Linked DNA regions of Rattus norvegicus: region 1 is linked to region 2. Evidence: chromatin contacts called from public Hi-C data. All regions are on one chromosome and are shown on one strand. Each heading gives the region's core, a stretch centred on a gene start, on an enhancer-like site or on the middle of the called end of the contact. The rest is flanking DNA. Distances are from core to core; before and after follow the strand shown.

Region 1 (7,794 bases), core at 4,746-7,245, 100 kb after region 2:
AAGACATTAGGCTCATGTTTCCCTCCGTTGCTTCCAGGATGTTTAGGGTGTAGGTGGGAGAAGTCAGGGTGGGGAGTTCCCAGAATCCCCAAAAAAGGAAGAGCTTCTCAATCCATTCCTCATGCTCCCTCAGCATCAAGTCACTTCAACGGTTACCACACTTTTTTAGAAATCCATTGTAGGCATAATTTTTTTTCAATCTACTTTTAATAAGGGTTCAACCCTCTCTGTAGCCCACCGCCCAGCAGGAGTAGCAGTGGAAGAGAAAAGTCGTCAGGATAGGGGGGAAGTGGACCTGTTCAGCAATAGTTCTTTATGGGCGAGCTCTATTTTCTTTCTCAGCACTTCAGTCCCGTAGCAAGCACCACACACAAACCAGTCCAGTCCTCTCTGCAGGCAGACACCAGGCACATAAACCAGCAGCCGTAGTTCAATCCTGAAGAAACGTCCAGGTTCACCAGCCAGGCTGAGGTGAAGTCACAGGAACCTCATGAGCAGTTCTTAGCAAGTTTCTCTCTGGCATCGCCACTACTGGAGATCAGCAATACTATGTAAGGCGCCCCAGTACACGTGTGTTGTTAGCGAAGAATAGTGAGGTGGGGCAAAGCAAATCAAAGCTCAGCGCTGGTCTCCCGCTGTCGGTGGGATCGTAATTATACTCCTTCACCAAGCGTCCTCTTGCGTGTCTGCTATTTTGAAACACCCTTTCACCCGTGTCTGCTCCTGGAAAACATTCCTTCACTTGTCTGCTTTCACAAGACATCCTTCCACCTGTGCGCCCCAGGAAAACATCGTTTGACATAACTTCCCAAAGAAGCTAGAAGTTTCCACTTCAACCCATTTCATGTCTGGGGTGGGATGACTGCATGTGTGACGCAGATTGTATGTGGAGGCCAGGGGACTATTTGCACGAGTCAGTTCTCTCTTTCTATCATATGGGTCCTGGAGGTTAAATTCAGGTGGTCAGGCTTGGTGTACAGTGCCTCTGCCCACTGAGCCATCTCACCAGCCCCGTTTAGTTACTTTTTATTACTGTGTGTGTATGTATGTGTGTGTGTGTATGTATGTATATGTAGTGTGGTATGGTGTGTGTGTGTGTGCACATGTGTGTACATGTGTGCGTATGGGTAGTATGGTGTGGGGTGGTATATGTATATGTATGTATGTATAGTGTGGTATAGTATGGGGTGGGTGTGTGTGTATGTGTATATATGTGTACTGTGGTGTGTGCGTATGTGTGTGTGTGTTGTGTAGTGTGTATGTGTATGTAGTATCTTATGGTGTGGTGTGTGTGTATGTGTGTGTAGTGTGGTATGGTGTGATGTGTGTGTGTGTGTGTGTGTGTGTGTGTGTACACTCATGGGCCAGATGATAATTTGCCTCAATTGTTCACCTTCCACTCTATGGTTCTAGGACTGAATCCAGGCCATCAGGCTTAGAGACAAGTCGCTCTGCCCATTGAGCCAGTTCACCAGCCCCATTCCCTCTACTTCTGTTTCCAAGATGAGGGGCATAAGCAAAGAGTCTAAGGTCCCCGAACAAACACCAGAGGTGAGTACTGGTTGCCGCTGGGACAGGGGTTCCAGAGCGAGCCCAAGCTATGGGTCAGGGCTAAGCATCTTGCTTCACTCTCTGACCGTTCTCTACCCTGTAGTAGAACAACCCTCTCCAACCTGACACCTTGGATTTTGGTGGTTGGTGGTTGGTTGGTTTTTGTTTTGTTTTGTTTTGTTTTTGCTTTTTGACTTTCCAGATGGGGTTTCTCTGTGTAGCCTGGCTGTCCTGGAACTCACTCTGTAAACCAAGCTGGCCTCAAACTCAGAGATCCATCTGCCTCTGCCTACCGAGAGCCACCACCACCTGACAACAAAAGGTACATTTCTGTTTGTTTGTTTTAAATTAAGGGTCTGAGGAGACAACTCAGTGTTTAAAAGCACAATGCTCTTGCAAGAGGACTGTGGTGCCCAGCCCCCACAGAGTAGTTCCCAATCATTTGTAACTCCAGTTCTAGAAAATCCAGCTCCCTCTTCTGGTCTCAACCAGCACCAGTCACATACAGATAAGCAGGCAAAACACTCATGTACATAAAATATTATAAATCTTAATAAAAAATGTTTAAGCCCCTCCCTGAGGCAGCTGGATCTCTGTGAGTTTGAGATCAGTCTACATTGTGAGTTGCAGGTTACTTAGTGAGAACCTGTCCCAAAGAGGAATGTGTGTGTGTGTGTGTGTGTGTGTGTGTGTGTGTGTGTGTGTGTGATTCCAACTGGGTGGCAGTGATGGGAGACAGAGTTCCAGGACAGCCAGGTCTACAGAGTAAGTTTTCTAGGACAGCCAGGGTTACACAAGCAAGCAAGCAAACAAAATCTCTCTCCAGGGGGACCATGAATTTTAAAAACGTGCTATGGCCTGTGCTCTCTGCATAGGAATGTCAGTGGGAAAGAGCCCAAGTCAGAAAGGAGACTGGAAGAGACACCCTGCAGGCAGAGAAAGGGTTACAGGGAAAGCCGGGCAGGCTGCAAGGTTAGGAGAGGTAGGTCTTAGAGGATATCACTCAGGAAGGTAGGGAAGCTGTTGAGACAGGGTCTTCCCGGACCCTCAGCCCCTTTCTCAGAGTGAAGGATTGAAGGAAGAGAGATTTTGAACCTGATGTGAAGTTTTCTGTTTGGCAAGGGTCTCTTTGGGCACAGGACCCCAGGGACAAGTGATAACCACAAGAAGTCCTGTGGACTGGAGAGGCTGGAGGGGCTGAGAACGGTTGATGGTTCCTTTTCATGTTTTCCTTTCTTCGTGTGTGTACGAGTGTCTTGCTTGCATGGATGCCTGTGAACCACCTGTGTGCCAGAAAAAGGTGTCGGATCCCCGGGGGGCTAGAGTTGCAGACAGATGTGAGCCCAGACCCTGTGAGTTCGGGGAATTAAACCAGGTCCTCTTGCAAGGGTAGCAAGTGCTCTTAGCTACCTTTAATTCTAACACTCAAGAAGCAGAGGCAGAGGGCAGGGTTTGAGGAGAGGCTGGGGCTGGAGCAGAGGCAGGGCCAGGGGCAGAGGCAGAGGCAGAGGCAGAGGCAGAGGCAGAGGCAGAGGCAGGGGCAGGGGCAGGGGCAGGGGCAGGGGCAGGGGCTGGGGCAGGGGCAGGGGCAGGGGCAGGGGCAGGGGCAGGGGCAGGGGCAGGGGCAGAGGCAGAGGCAGAGGCAGAGGCAGAGGCAGAGGCAGAGGCGGGGCAGAGGCAGAGGCAGGTAGATCTTTATGAGTCCTGGTGCCAGTGCCACCAAGCCCCACCATAAACATCAAAACAGATGACAGCAGGTATGGCTTTTGACATGCTAATTAGTATGAAATTTAGGGGGCTACACTTTGAACTACTTTTCCCTTTCTTCCTCCTCTATTTCCTCCTCCACTTCCCCCTCCTTCCCCTCCTCCTTCTGTGGTGTGTGTGTGTGTGTGTGTGTGTGTGTGTGTGATTAGTAATGACTCTCAGGAGCTTGTGCATGGTAGACAAACACCCTGGCTCTGAGACATCCCCAGAAGCTACTGCAGTTTAAGATGAACCAAGACTTTGTGAGAGGGAGGAGAGGAGGCCTTTGACTCAGCAGCCCTGTGTTCCAGGGTCCCCTGGAGGCCATGATGCATTATGAATCACAGCACCACCTGATGTGTTTTCAATGCGATCTGGAATAATTCTCAGAACACTGTAGGCGGCCAGTGATAATGGTGGATGTAAAATGCCCCCACGGGCTTATGTGATTGAACACTTGGTCTCCAACAGGTGGTGCTGTTGGTTTTGGAGCCCTGACATGATGGGGTGTACTCTGATACCTACACAGTGGCTGAGACAGACAAGTAGAAGGATAGAAGGATTTCTTATGACTCATAGTTGGAAGGCACAGTCCATCATGGGGGCAACATTTTAGCCTCAGAATCTTGAAGCAGCTGGTCTTGCCTCTATGGTCAGAAGGATGAATGTTGGCTGTATCCCTTGAAACTGTGAACCAACAGAAACCCTTCCTCGCTTAAGTTGCCTCAGTCTGGTATTTGGTCGTGGCAATGAGAAAAGTGACCAACACTGTGAGATTGCTTACACGTTTTACTGATGGGGAAAGTAAATTCTGGGAGTGTCTGTGGCTTGGGCTAGCTAGATTCCACTGTCATTAGCATCAGAAATACTTGGTTGCTAGCCTGTGGTGCTGCTTTAGGAGGCATGGCCTAGTGGAAGAATGTTAGGTCATTAGGGGGAACAAACACCCTTGAAGAGGGTGTATTAGCTACTCTTCCTATTGTTATGACCAAAGGCCTGACAAGGAGCAACTGAAGGAGGAAAGACTCACTCTGGCTTGCAGTTTGGAGTGATCATGGTCAAACGAGTGTGAGGCCACTGGCTATAGTGCGTCCACATTCAGGAGGCAGAAAGGGAACAAGATATGGGGCCAGGTTATAAAACCTTAAAAGGTACCCTCAGTTACCACATAGGCCAGTGAGTGGCTACCTCCTAATAGTTTTGAAACCTTTCAAACAGCACCACCAGCTGGTGATCACCTATTGAAACAGATGAGCTCAAGGGAGCCTTTTCACATCCAAATCCCAAACTCTGGATTCTGATCTCCAGAGGGAACTTAGTGACGAATGCCTTTAATCCCAGCACTTGGGAGGCAGACGAGCAGATCTGAGTTTGAGGCCAGCCTGGTCTAAAAAGTGAGTTGTTCCAGGGCAGTCAGAGCTACCCAGTGAGACCCTTTCTTGAAAATACAAAACAGACAAACACATAAATATACCACAGTGTGGTAACACAACCATAGCTCTAGCAGTCCATGGATGAAGACAGGACAATCCAGATATGTAGGGAGTTTGAGGTCAACCTGGGCTACAGGAGACCCTGTCTCAAAAGCAAATCAGCAGGGACTGGAGAGATGTCAGGGGTTAAGAGTGCTTGCTGCACAATCTGGAGGGCCAGAGTTCAAGTCTCTGCCTCCCTGTAATAATCAGGGAATCCTGCAAATGCCTATAACTCCAGTTCCAAGGGACCTGGCAGCCTCTTCTGGCCTCTGTGAGTCCACACAGGCGTGCACACACACTCACATAGACACATATATGCACATACATAAAAATAAAAAAATTAGAAACTCGGTTTTGTTTTGCCTTGCTTTCTTTTTTCTTTTAATGGAGACGGGCTTCTGCTCTGTAGACCAGGCTTGCCTTGAGCTTGCCTCATCTCCCCAAAGGCTGGGATGACAGACATTCAGTGTCACACCAGCTCTTGCTTACATTTTGTTTGTTTTAATTACATTTGATGGGACTGGAAAGATGGCCCAATGGTTAAGAGCACTGGCTGCTCTTCCAGAGGAACTGGGTTTGATTCTGAGCACCCAACAGCAGCTCACAACTGTTAAGTCAGTTCTACAGGATCTGATGCCCTCTTTTGGCCTCAGATAAACATGCAGGTAAAAACACCCATACACATAAAACACAATACTTTCATGCTTTTAATCCCAGCACTCGGGAGGCAGAGGCATATGGACTCCCAAGTTTGAGACCATCCTGATATAAAAAGCAAGTTCCAGGATAGCCAGGGCTACACAGAGAAAACCCTGTCTCAAAAAGTCAAAACCAACCAACCAAACACAGAATTAAAGTCCAGTAATTTAAAACATTACCTTTGCCTAATTATGAATGGGGCACCTGTGGGCACGGCACACACGTGGAACCCAGAAGATACTTTTAGGAGTTGGTTCTCTTTTTCCATCTTGCGGATGCAAGTGCCCACCAAGTACCCATCATGACACCCTCATATGCTTAAAAAGAAAAACAGGGTCTCGTGTAGCCCAGGTTGGCCTCTGGGTCTTTATGTAACTGAGGGTGAGTTTCAACTCCTGGGCCTCCTGTTTCTACCTCCCCAGTGCTGGGACACGAACCATCGTGTACCGTTTAGATTACATGGCACTGGAGATGGAATCCAGGACCTGCTGCTTTCTAGGCAAGCAGCCTAGCCACTGAGCTATAACTCCCAGCATCCCCCGGGGCCCTCATAACCCTTACAATGAGCTCACCCTTAAGAGGGTAGAAGAGCTGGGTGGTGGTGGAGCTCATCTTTAACGTCAGAGGCAGAGGCAGGTGGGTCTCTAAGTTCAAGGCCAGCCTGGTCTACAGAGAGAGTTCCAGGACAGCCAGGGCTACACAGAGAAACCCTGTCTTGGAGAAAAGAGGGGGCGGGGGGGGGACCAGAGACAAAAGGGTTAAGCAGCAACCGGTGCACAGTCACAGAGCCAAAGAATGCCTAAGCGCCTGACTCAGAGAGACAGCACTTAGAGGAATGGTCTGGATGGCGCAGAAGGCAATGGATCACTGATGTCAGGCTCGCTGGTGAATCACGATGTCCCTTTTTCTATAAAGAGGACCTAACACCTCGCTTCCAGTAAGGGCTGAATGAGATGATGCATAGAAAGGACTTGGTGCAGTATTTCTGGCACACGGGCTCAGGTAATGGGAGGAATTATCCTGAGCCAATTGGAGCCGCTATTCTTCAACCCCGAGTCTCATTACAGCTCATCATAATTCAGCCATAACGGAAGCCACTCTTATTTCTTCCGTGGGCAGGATTGTCCGCTTCTAGGAACACCCGTGGGAGCTTCGTGAGTCAGAGGAGACGGAAGAGCCATCAGCCTTGCCGGTGAACTCTTAGGACAGGGTCCTGCTGATGTCACCTCCGCCCCCGTGTACTCATTACTGGTCGTTCGCATCAACACGAGAAAATGACTGGCATGAATTTGGATATTTGTTTGTTTGTTAAGGCATTTGTTTGTTTCTTCTCTATATAGCCCTGGCTGTCCTGGAACTCGCTATGTAGACCAGGCAGGCCTTGAACTCAGAGATCTGCCTGGCTCTGCTAGTGTTCTCCAGTGCTAGGATTAAAGATGTATGCCACCACCTCTCAGCTTACATGCTTAGCTTTTAGAAATATGTTTTGGAATTTTTCTCCTCTCTCTCTCTCTCTCTCTCTCTCCCCACTCCCGTGTGTGTGTGTGTGTGTGTGTGTGTGTGTGTGTGTGTGTGAGCACCTTCACAGTGTCTATGTGGGAATCAGAAAACAACTTCCAGGATTCAGTTCTCTTCTTCTGTCATACGGGCTCTGGGGATTGAATTCAGTCATCAGACTGAGAAGCAAACAGCTCTAACCACTGAGCCATCTCCTCATCCCCTTTATTGTTGGTTTTTTTGAGACAGGGTCTCACTGTGTAGCCCTGATTGGCCTGGAACTTGCCGTGTAGACCTGGATGGCCTTGAACCCACAGAGATCCGTCTACCCCTGCCTTGGGAGCCAGTACTAGGATTAAACCTGCTCGCCACTACACCAACCCTCACATTCACATTTGTAAAGCCTTGAGCCAGCTTCTGTTATAGATGAGCTGACCTGTCTGATGGAAGATGCGTCTTCCTTTGCTGTAAAGGCACTGAGTGAGCCATGCTTTCTTGTCAAGGCTTGCGGGCTCAATGATGAAGTGTTCCCTTCTCACCTTCAAATCAGGGCTGGGTGGACAGCTTGGTCCTTGAGAGCCGCTCTTACAGGGGACCTAAGTTTGGTCCTCAGCATCCACACGCACTTACACTCTAGTTCCAGAGGCTCGGACACTCTTTTCTGGCCTCTCTGGGTACCTGCATTCATGTGCACAGACCCATACACACCCAAAATCAATAATATAGAACTTTAAAATACCTTTCTCAAATGAATGACTTGCTCCATGGAGTGAGTACAAGTCAGACTTTTTGTTTTATATATATATATATATATATATATATATAT
Region 2 (7,351 bases), core at 825-3,324:
AAATAAATAAATAAATAAATAAATAAATAAATAAATAAATAAATAAATAAATCTTAAAAAAAAAAAAAAAAGAAGGGGCAGGGGCAGCGAGTCTGATAAGGAACTCCTGTTCAGGGTGTGCTCCCTCTCTGAGCAGCGTCCGGCAGATCCACCCAAGGGGGCCTTCTTAGGGACACCCCCTTCTATATCTTCACCCTTTATCAGTAAATGGAATTGCTGGGTTGCCTGGAAAGGGGGTGCTGGGGTAGACAAACTGACAAGGTAAAGCTATGGCTCACAAGACTCGCACAAGGGATTAAGCCAGTTTACAATACAAGGGTCTTCTCTGGCCCCTGAAAATCACAGTCAGACTGGGAGAGCAGAATGTACTGGATCCTGTCTTTTTAAGCCTCAAGCCCGGTTCATTGCTACCTTAACGTGTTTTAAAAGTTTAACTTGATTATTAATGTGTGTGGGCACACAAGTCCCATGGGCTAGGTGTGGAGGTCAGAGAACAACTATGGGAGTTCTGGGAATTGAACTCCGGGATCCTCAGGTTTGGTGGCAAGCCCCTTTATTCACTGAGCCCTATTGCCTCACAGCTATTTTAATGCTGTCATTTGAAATACCTCAAGCTGGCAACCTTCACAGCAAAGGTTTTAACTCTGCTGGAGTCCTTTGCTTTTCAGCTGGCAAGAGACTTTAACCAGGTCTGAGTGAGGGGCTCTTGTTGTCCGGTGCTAAGAAGCCCACATCCTTTTGTTTGTTTGTTTGAGACAGGGTCTCACGTATCTCAGACTGGCTGGAACTTGCTATATATTGAGGATGACCTTGAACTCCTGATCTTCCAGCCACTGCCTCCCAAGTGCTGGGGTTACACTTAGTTTATTGGGTGTTGTGGGTGGAATCCAGGGCTTTGTGCATGCCAGGCAAGCCTTCTACCAGTGTGAGCATATGGGATGAATCCGCCCCCATGTGACCTTGTCTTTCTATGCTGTCTGGCTTCTTCAGGCCTTCCCCTTAGAGTAGTAATTTTTTTCCCTAGGCCAAAAAATTCAAAAGATGTGGGTGGTGGCACGCACCTGTAACACCAACACTCAAGAGGCTGCGACAGAAGGATCTTGAATTTGAAGCTAGCCTAAGCTGCATAAGGAGACTTTGTCTAAATAAACACATAAGAAAAGGGCCAAAAACACAGTTTTTACTTAATGTATCGCTTTTACGCCTTCATGTTGCAGAAACTTGGGAGAAAAAAAAAAAAGAGAGAGGTAGACAGATTGCCAAGGGGAACCATGTTAAGTCAGGCAGCACCTGAATGGCTTCCTGTCCTCATTTTGATTGACTACCTAGTCTGTGGCACCCAACAATGTAGTCAGTTCCTCCCTTTACCATGTCCTGTCTGCCACAGTTCACAACGTCCCCTGTGATTCTTTTTGACAGACGGGATTCAGTAGCTCCCACGGGCCTTAAACTCGCTAAGTATCTGAGGCTAGCTAGCATGGAACCTCTCTGGTCTTCCTCCAGCTCCCCAGCGCAGGAATTACAGCTGTACCCCACCACCCCAGACTGAGGATTTCAGATCTCCTTCCTCCGTCCCCCACACACCTGTTGCTCTCAGAAAGTTCTTGTTCCGGGAAAACCGCAAAGCTGTGAGACCTCCTCAAACACATCTCTAGATAGAGCCTCCTGCAGGAAGACTGCGCTAACCCCTAGACGAGATGTTCTTATCTGGGGCTCACAGCTTCAACGGTTAGCAAAGGATCCTCCAGTAGCCTCGCCCACTGGCCAATCACCCACCTGTCATTCCTTGCCACACATAAACACCCTGACCCGATAAACATGCTCAGAGAACAGATTCTTGTCTTGTTTGCAACACTGTGAATACACTGACGCCCTGCCCTGTGGCCCCCAGACTTTCCTGCTGGAGGCGGGTCTGGCCTTACAGCCGGGGCCAGAGGGGAGGGAGGGTTCCAGGGTGGGGTGGGGAGGAAGGCGGGGCTTGCGCCCCAGAGTAGCTGTCCCGGGCCGGGGACGGAAGTTACACACCACCACAGTACGATTACTTTCAGTTTTGTTTCTCTTGCTGGTAGCCAACTGCCGGAGGCAGCGGCAGCGGGTTTTCGGGGCTCCCCGGGTCCCGCTGGGAGAATCCAAGATCTGCTGTGTCTGGGTAAGGGAAGCCGGGGGAGGCGGGTAGGGGTAAGAGCCAGAACCCAGAAAGACGAGGCTTGGGGGAGGGGAGAGAGGAAAGGGGAGGGAAGTGAGAAAGCCCGGGAGAGGGAAAGGAAGGGAGGGGGGAGAGGGCAGAGGGGACCTGGAAAGCTTAAGAGGACAAGCTTGGGGCCAGGCCTATCCCTCAACCTCCCACCTTGAGTCCGGAATCCTACACTCCCTGAGTGTAGGCAGCCGCACCCCCACCCCCACTCCGAGTTTTCTCTCCCTACACTGGGGGAAAAGTAAATCTCTCTCTCTCTCCCTCTCCCTCTCCCTCTCCCTCTCCCTCTCCCTCTCCCTCTCCCTCTCCCTCTCCCTCTCCCTCTCCCTCTCCCTCCCCCTCCCCCCCTCACCCTCACCCTCACCCTCACCCTCCCTCTCCCTCTTCCTCTCTCTCTCTCTCTCCAACCCCCTCTCTCCCTTTTTAAAAGAAAAGTCTCTCTGTAGGGCAGGCTCAGCCAGAACTCACTGTTGTAGCCCCAGGCTGTCCTGAAGCTCACTTTGTAACCCAGGCTAGCCCGTGTCAGGCTCCTGAGTGCTAGGATTCCACCAACTCTCCTTATTAAGTCGCCACAGTGCTGGGGACTAGTAGTACCTTTCCTCCAAACAACTCCAGAATGCATTTGGTAGGGAATGTTAAAATCAGAGGGCTCCAGGAGTCAGTCAGGCCAGATCTTCATGACCCCAAAGTCTAGCAAAAGGAAGGAAATGAGCCCCCCCCCCCCATCCTTCATCCTGATCAGTGATTACTTTCAAAACTAGTTGGGGCAGGAAGTAGGCTCCCCTCCCTCCTTCCCAGGACACCTTCTCAGACAGATGGACAGACAAAAGACTGCGGGACGCCGTCCGACATGGAAAAGCGGGGTGCTGTCATGCACCTGACCTAGGTGTCCTTCCTGGCTGCCCCTTTGAGCCCCAGTACCCACTCATAACAGGACCCCATGACCAAGATGAACGTGGTGGACCTTGCCTGTAATGTGAGCACTCGGGAAACTGAGGCAGGGGAAGCACAAGCTTGGACCTAGACCCTAGGGGTGTGGCTGACTTGGTAGAGAACTTGCCTAGCATGCAAGAAACTCCAGGTTCCTTCCCCAGTGCTACATAAACTGGGTGTTCTGTCACACACCTGTAATCCCAGGCCTCCGGGAGCAGAGGCAGGAAGTTCAGAAAGTCGGGGTCATCCTGGGCTACTTGGCAGCTTGAAGCCAGCCTGGGCTACATGAGCTGGGAAGGGCCTGGGCTATACCTACCTTTGGCCCATCCTGGTATGTTACTAATTAGATTACTCCATCTCTGAGGCCTGGGGGCTCCCTGGTCTCATTTTCCCCATAGGCTCAGCACTTCCTACCGTGTTCGCGTGTTTATGATCCGTGAGTGAAGGAGACAGACTGGAAGAAAGAAGGCCTTCCCTTAGTACCCAGTGCCTCTCACAACGCAAGCCAGAACTTACCAGACATCCAGGCGAGTGCGGACACCAGGAAAGGGGAGGGGAGGGACCAGGGTGAAGTGTGTTTGTGGGGAGCGGGAGAGGGGAAGAAACAAGCTAGGGGCATGGCCCGGTGACCTCTGACCTCTGACCTCTGCCCCTTCCCTTACAGTATGACCTCCAAAGTCTCTTCCCCAACCCTGCTGGAGGCACTGAGCAGCGATTTCCTAGCCTGTAAAATCTGCCTGGAGCAGTTACACACGCCCAAGACTCTGCCATGTCTACATACCTACTGCCAGGACTGTCTGGCCCAACTGGACATCGGTGGCCAGGTCCGCTGCCCCGAGTGTCGGGAGACTGTGCCTGTCCCCCCGGAAGGTGTGGCCGCCTTCAAGACCAACTTCTTTGTCAATGGGCTCTTGGATCTTGTCAAGGCCAGAGCTGCCGGGGACAGCCATTCAGGGAAGCCAACCTGCGCTCTGTGCCCTCTGGTGGGGGGCAAGAGCTCGGGGGGACCCGCGACAGCCAGGTGCCTGGACTGCGCAGATGACTTATGCCAGGCCTGTGCTGACGGGCACCGCTGCTCCCGACAGACCCACAAGCACCGTGTAGTCGACCTGGTGGGTTATCGAGCCGGGTGGTACGATGAAGAAGCTCGAGAGCGCCAGGCATCCCAGTGTCCCCAGCACCCCGGGGAAACCCTCTGCTTCCTGTGTCAGCCTTGTTCTCAGTTGCTCTGCAAGGACTGCCGCCTGGGTCCCCATATTGATCACCCCTGCCTGCCCCTGGCGGAAGCAGTGCGTTCCAGGAAGCCAGGCCTTGAGGAGTTATTGGCGGGTGTGGACAGTAATCTGCTGGAGCTAGAAGCCACTCGGGTGGCAGAAAAGGAAGCACTGGCCTTGCTCCGAGAGCAGGCAGCCAGTGTGGGGACTCAGGTGGAGGAGGCGGCCGAACGAATCCTCAAATCCCTGCTGGCCCAGAAGCAGGAGGTGTTGGGACAACTCCGGGCCCTCGTGGAGGCTGCTGAGGAGGCTACGAGGGAGAGGCTGACCAAGATAGAGAGCCAGGAGCAGGTGGCCAAGGCGGCTGCTGCCTTTGCCCGTCGGGTGCTCAGCCTGGGTCTGGAGGCGGAGATCCTTTCGCTGGAGGGAGCGATCACACAGCGCCTGCGCCAGCTTCAAGACACTCCCTGGACATCTGGGCCCACCCGCTGCGTGCTGCCCCAGCTGGAGCTCCACCCTGGGCTCGAGGACAAGAACTGCCACTTGCTCCGACTCTCCTTTGAGGAGCCAAGGCAATCCCAGAAGGACGGTGGGAAGGTTGGAGCTGGCACCCAAGGTGGAGATGAAGCTCAAAGCCAAGGGGATGACAGAACTAAGACAGGGAAGCAGGGCGGAGCCCAGCCCCTGATTCCCAAGGAAGGCAAAGCCCAGAACCCCCCAGAAGATGACGAGGTCCTAATCGAAAGGGGTAACAGACCTAACAAGAAGAAAAAGTGCAAAGGCAGGGGCAAGTCTGTCTCTCGGGAGCCCAGCCCCATCCTGAGGCCAAACCTGGAAGGTTCGGGCCCCCTCCCTCGGCCTGTGTTCTCCTGGAGTTTCCCCACAAGGATGCCTGGGGACAAGCGCTCCCCACGAATCACTGGGCTCTGTCCCTACGGCCCCCAGGAGATCTTGGTGGCCGATGAGCAGAACAGGGTCTTGAAACGCTTCTCCCTCAATGGCGACTACAAGGGCACAGTGCCGGTCCCCGAGGGCTGTTCCCCGTGCAGCGTGGCTGCCCTGCAGAACGCCGTGGCTTTCTCGGCCAACGCAAAGCTCTATCTCGTCAGTCCTGAGGGGGAAGTTCAGTGGCGCAGGTCCCTGAGCCTCGCCCAGTCCAGCCACGCCGTGGCCGCGATGCCGTGTGGAGACCGGGTGGCTGTCAGTGTGGCAGGCCACGTGGAGGTATACAAGAAAGAAGGCAGCCTGGCTACCCGGTTTATCCCTGGAGGCAAGGCTAGCCGAGGCCAGAGGGCACTGGTGTTCCTGACCACCAGCCCCCAGGGCAATTTCGTAGGGTCAGATTGGCAGCAGAACAGTGTGGTTTTCTGTGATGGGCTAGGTCAGGTGATCTGGGAATACAAAGGCCCTGGGCTCCATGGCTGCCAGCCAGGTTCTGTGTCTGTGGATAAGAAGGGCTACATATTTCTGACCCTTCGAGAGGTGAATAAGGTGGTGATCCTGGATCCCAAGGGGTCACTTCTGGGTGACTTCCTAACAGCATACCACGGCCTGGAAAAGCCCCGGGTAACCACCATGGTAGATGGCAAATACTTGGTGGTGTCACTTAGTAATGGAACCATCCATGTCTTTAGGGTCAGGTTTCCTGACAGTTAAAGGGGCTTACGGCTGGGGTGGAGGGCAGGTGGGAAGGGAGGGGGGAGGGCATAATAGAATCAGAGCCACTTGTAGAATGAGGTGGCCAAGGGCATTTTCCCAACCAGAAAAACGCTTGCTCCTTTTGCTATGCGGGGATAGAAGATACTGAGTGATGCTGGCGGCGGCGTGATAGCTCTGAGCACACAGAGGTGCCGGGAGTCAGCAAACCGCTTGCTTTCCAGTGCTCCCTGCACCTGTGGCTTCTGCTGTGCTTTAGGTGTCTTCAATCTAAAGCCCGATTCTTGATTTGTATTCTTCACAACCATTCCTGGGATGCCGGCCTGGCTCCTCTGTAGAGCGCCTGCCTAGCTCCTACCACTGAGGAGTCGGGGCCCTGCTAGCTGTAGAGGGCCTGTCTAGAATCCACCAATGAGGGTGGAGATGTGGCTCAGTGGTAGAGCCCCTGCCTAGAATCCCCCAGTGAGGGGCTGGGGGCGTGGCTCAGTGGTAGAGCCCCTGCCTAGAATCCCCCAGTGAGGGGCTGGGGGTGTGGCTCAGTGGTAGAGCCCCTGCCTAGAATCCCCCAGGGAGGGGCTGGGGGTGTGGCTCAGTGGTAGAGCCCCTGCCTAGAATCCCCCAGGGAGGGGCTGGGGGCGTGGCTTGGTCTTAGAAGACTTGTCTGGTCTGCAGGAAGTCCAAACAATGCCATCCAATTCCCAGGCATATCTTCCTTCCTAGAAACAAAACAAACAAAACAAAACCTTGGAGCAGGGGAACTAGAGTCCTATGGAGGTGACATAAGTCATCCGCTAAGGAAAGGAAGACCCAGTACATGTCAGTCAGGGTATGTTAGGCATACTGGAAAGAGGATGAGAACTGGCCGTTCTCACAGGGGAATATGGAGTCAGAAGAGGCTAGAGATCTCAGAACAGCAATAACTGCTGTGTTCTGCCAATCCATCAGGGAGTAGAAACTTCCTCGGTGAAGTATGGGGTGGGTTTCAAGAAGCCAGGAGTCAGGGAGTGCAGGCACAAGCAAAGGCCATAGGTGTGAGTTTAAATCCAGGTGCAGCATCACACACACACACACACACACACACACACACCTCTGTTATCCCAGCACTTGGGAAGCTGAGGCAGGAGAATCATGTTTGAGCCTAGCCTGGGCTACATGCAGAGATTGTAAAAAAACTGGTCTCTTGCAACTCTCGAGCACCAGTCTGTCCCACAGAAGCCCCATCTCTGGCCACATGTTCAAGTGGATCAGGAAAGGTGCCCACCGTTAAGATAGATCCTAACTCTTCCTGATGGTGGCTGAGGGGTGTCCAGAGAGGAGGGCTGACTCACGGAGGCCATGATTCTGTGACCACTCC

The links. Hi-C and Micro-C count contacts between places; a contact is called where the count stands out from the background.
Region 1: a Hi-C map of the A7r5 cell line shows a contact between it and region 2, with 2.5 times the contacts expected there. The contact joins the enhancer-like site here to the promoter of Trim56 in region 2. A contact is called at or near these places in 11 of 12 Hi-C or Micro-C datasets (the A7r5 cell line, the Rat2 cell line, Schwann cells and 6 more).

Annotation. Positions count from the first base shown.
Region 1 is chr12:25,288,631-25,296,424 of GRCr8, forward strand. No RefSeq gene overlaps it. Among named protein-coding and RNA genes, the nearest start is that of Mogat3, 14 kb to the right of the region's middle. Within about 2 kb of position 5,996, at least 8 of the 93 cell types and tissues checked have an H3K27ac peak or open chromatin away from gene starts, as enhancers often do. A contact at or near this core is called in the A7r5 cell line, where this site is marked.
Region 2 is chr12:25,191,234-25,198,584 of GRCr8, forward strand. It overlaps Trim56 (tripartite motif containing 56), which reads left to right and starts at 2,075. Exons shown (of 3, transcript NM_001399685.1): 1 at 2,075-2,149; 2 at 3,526-3,654; 3 at 3,792-5,997. The coding sequence starts at 3,793. The coding sequence ends at 5,997. It overlaps LOC120095911 (a long non-coding RNA gene), which reads right to left and starts at 1,993. Exons shown (of 3, transcript XR_010056732.1): 1 at 1,585-1,993.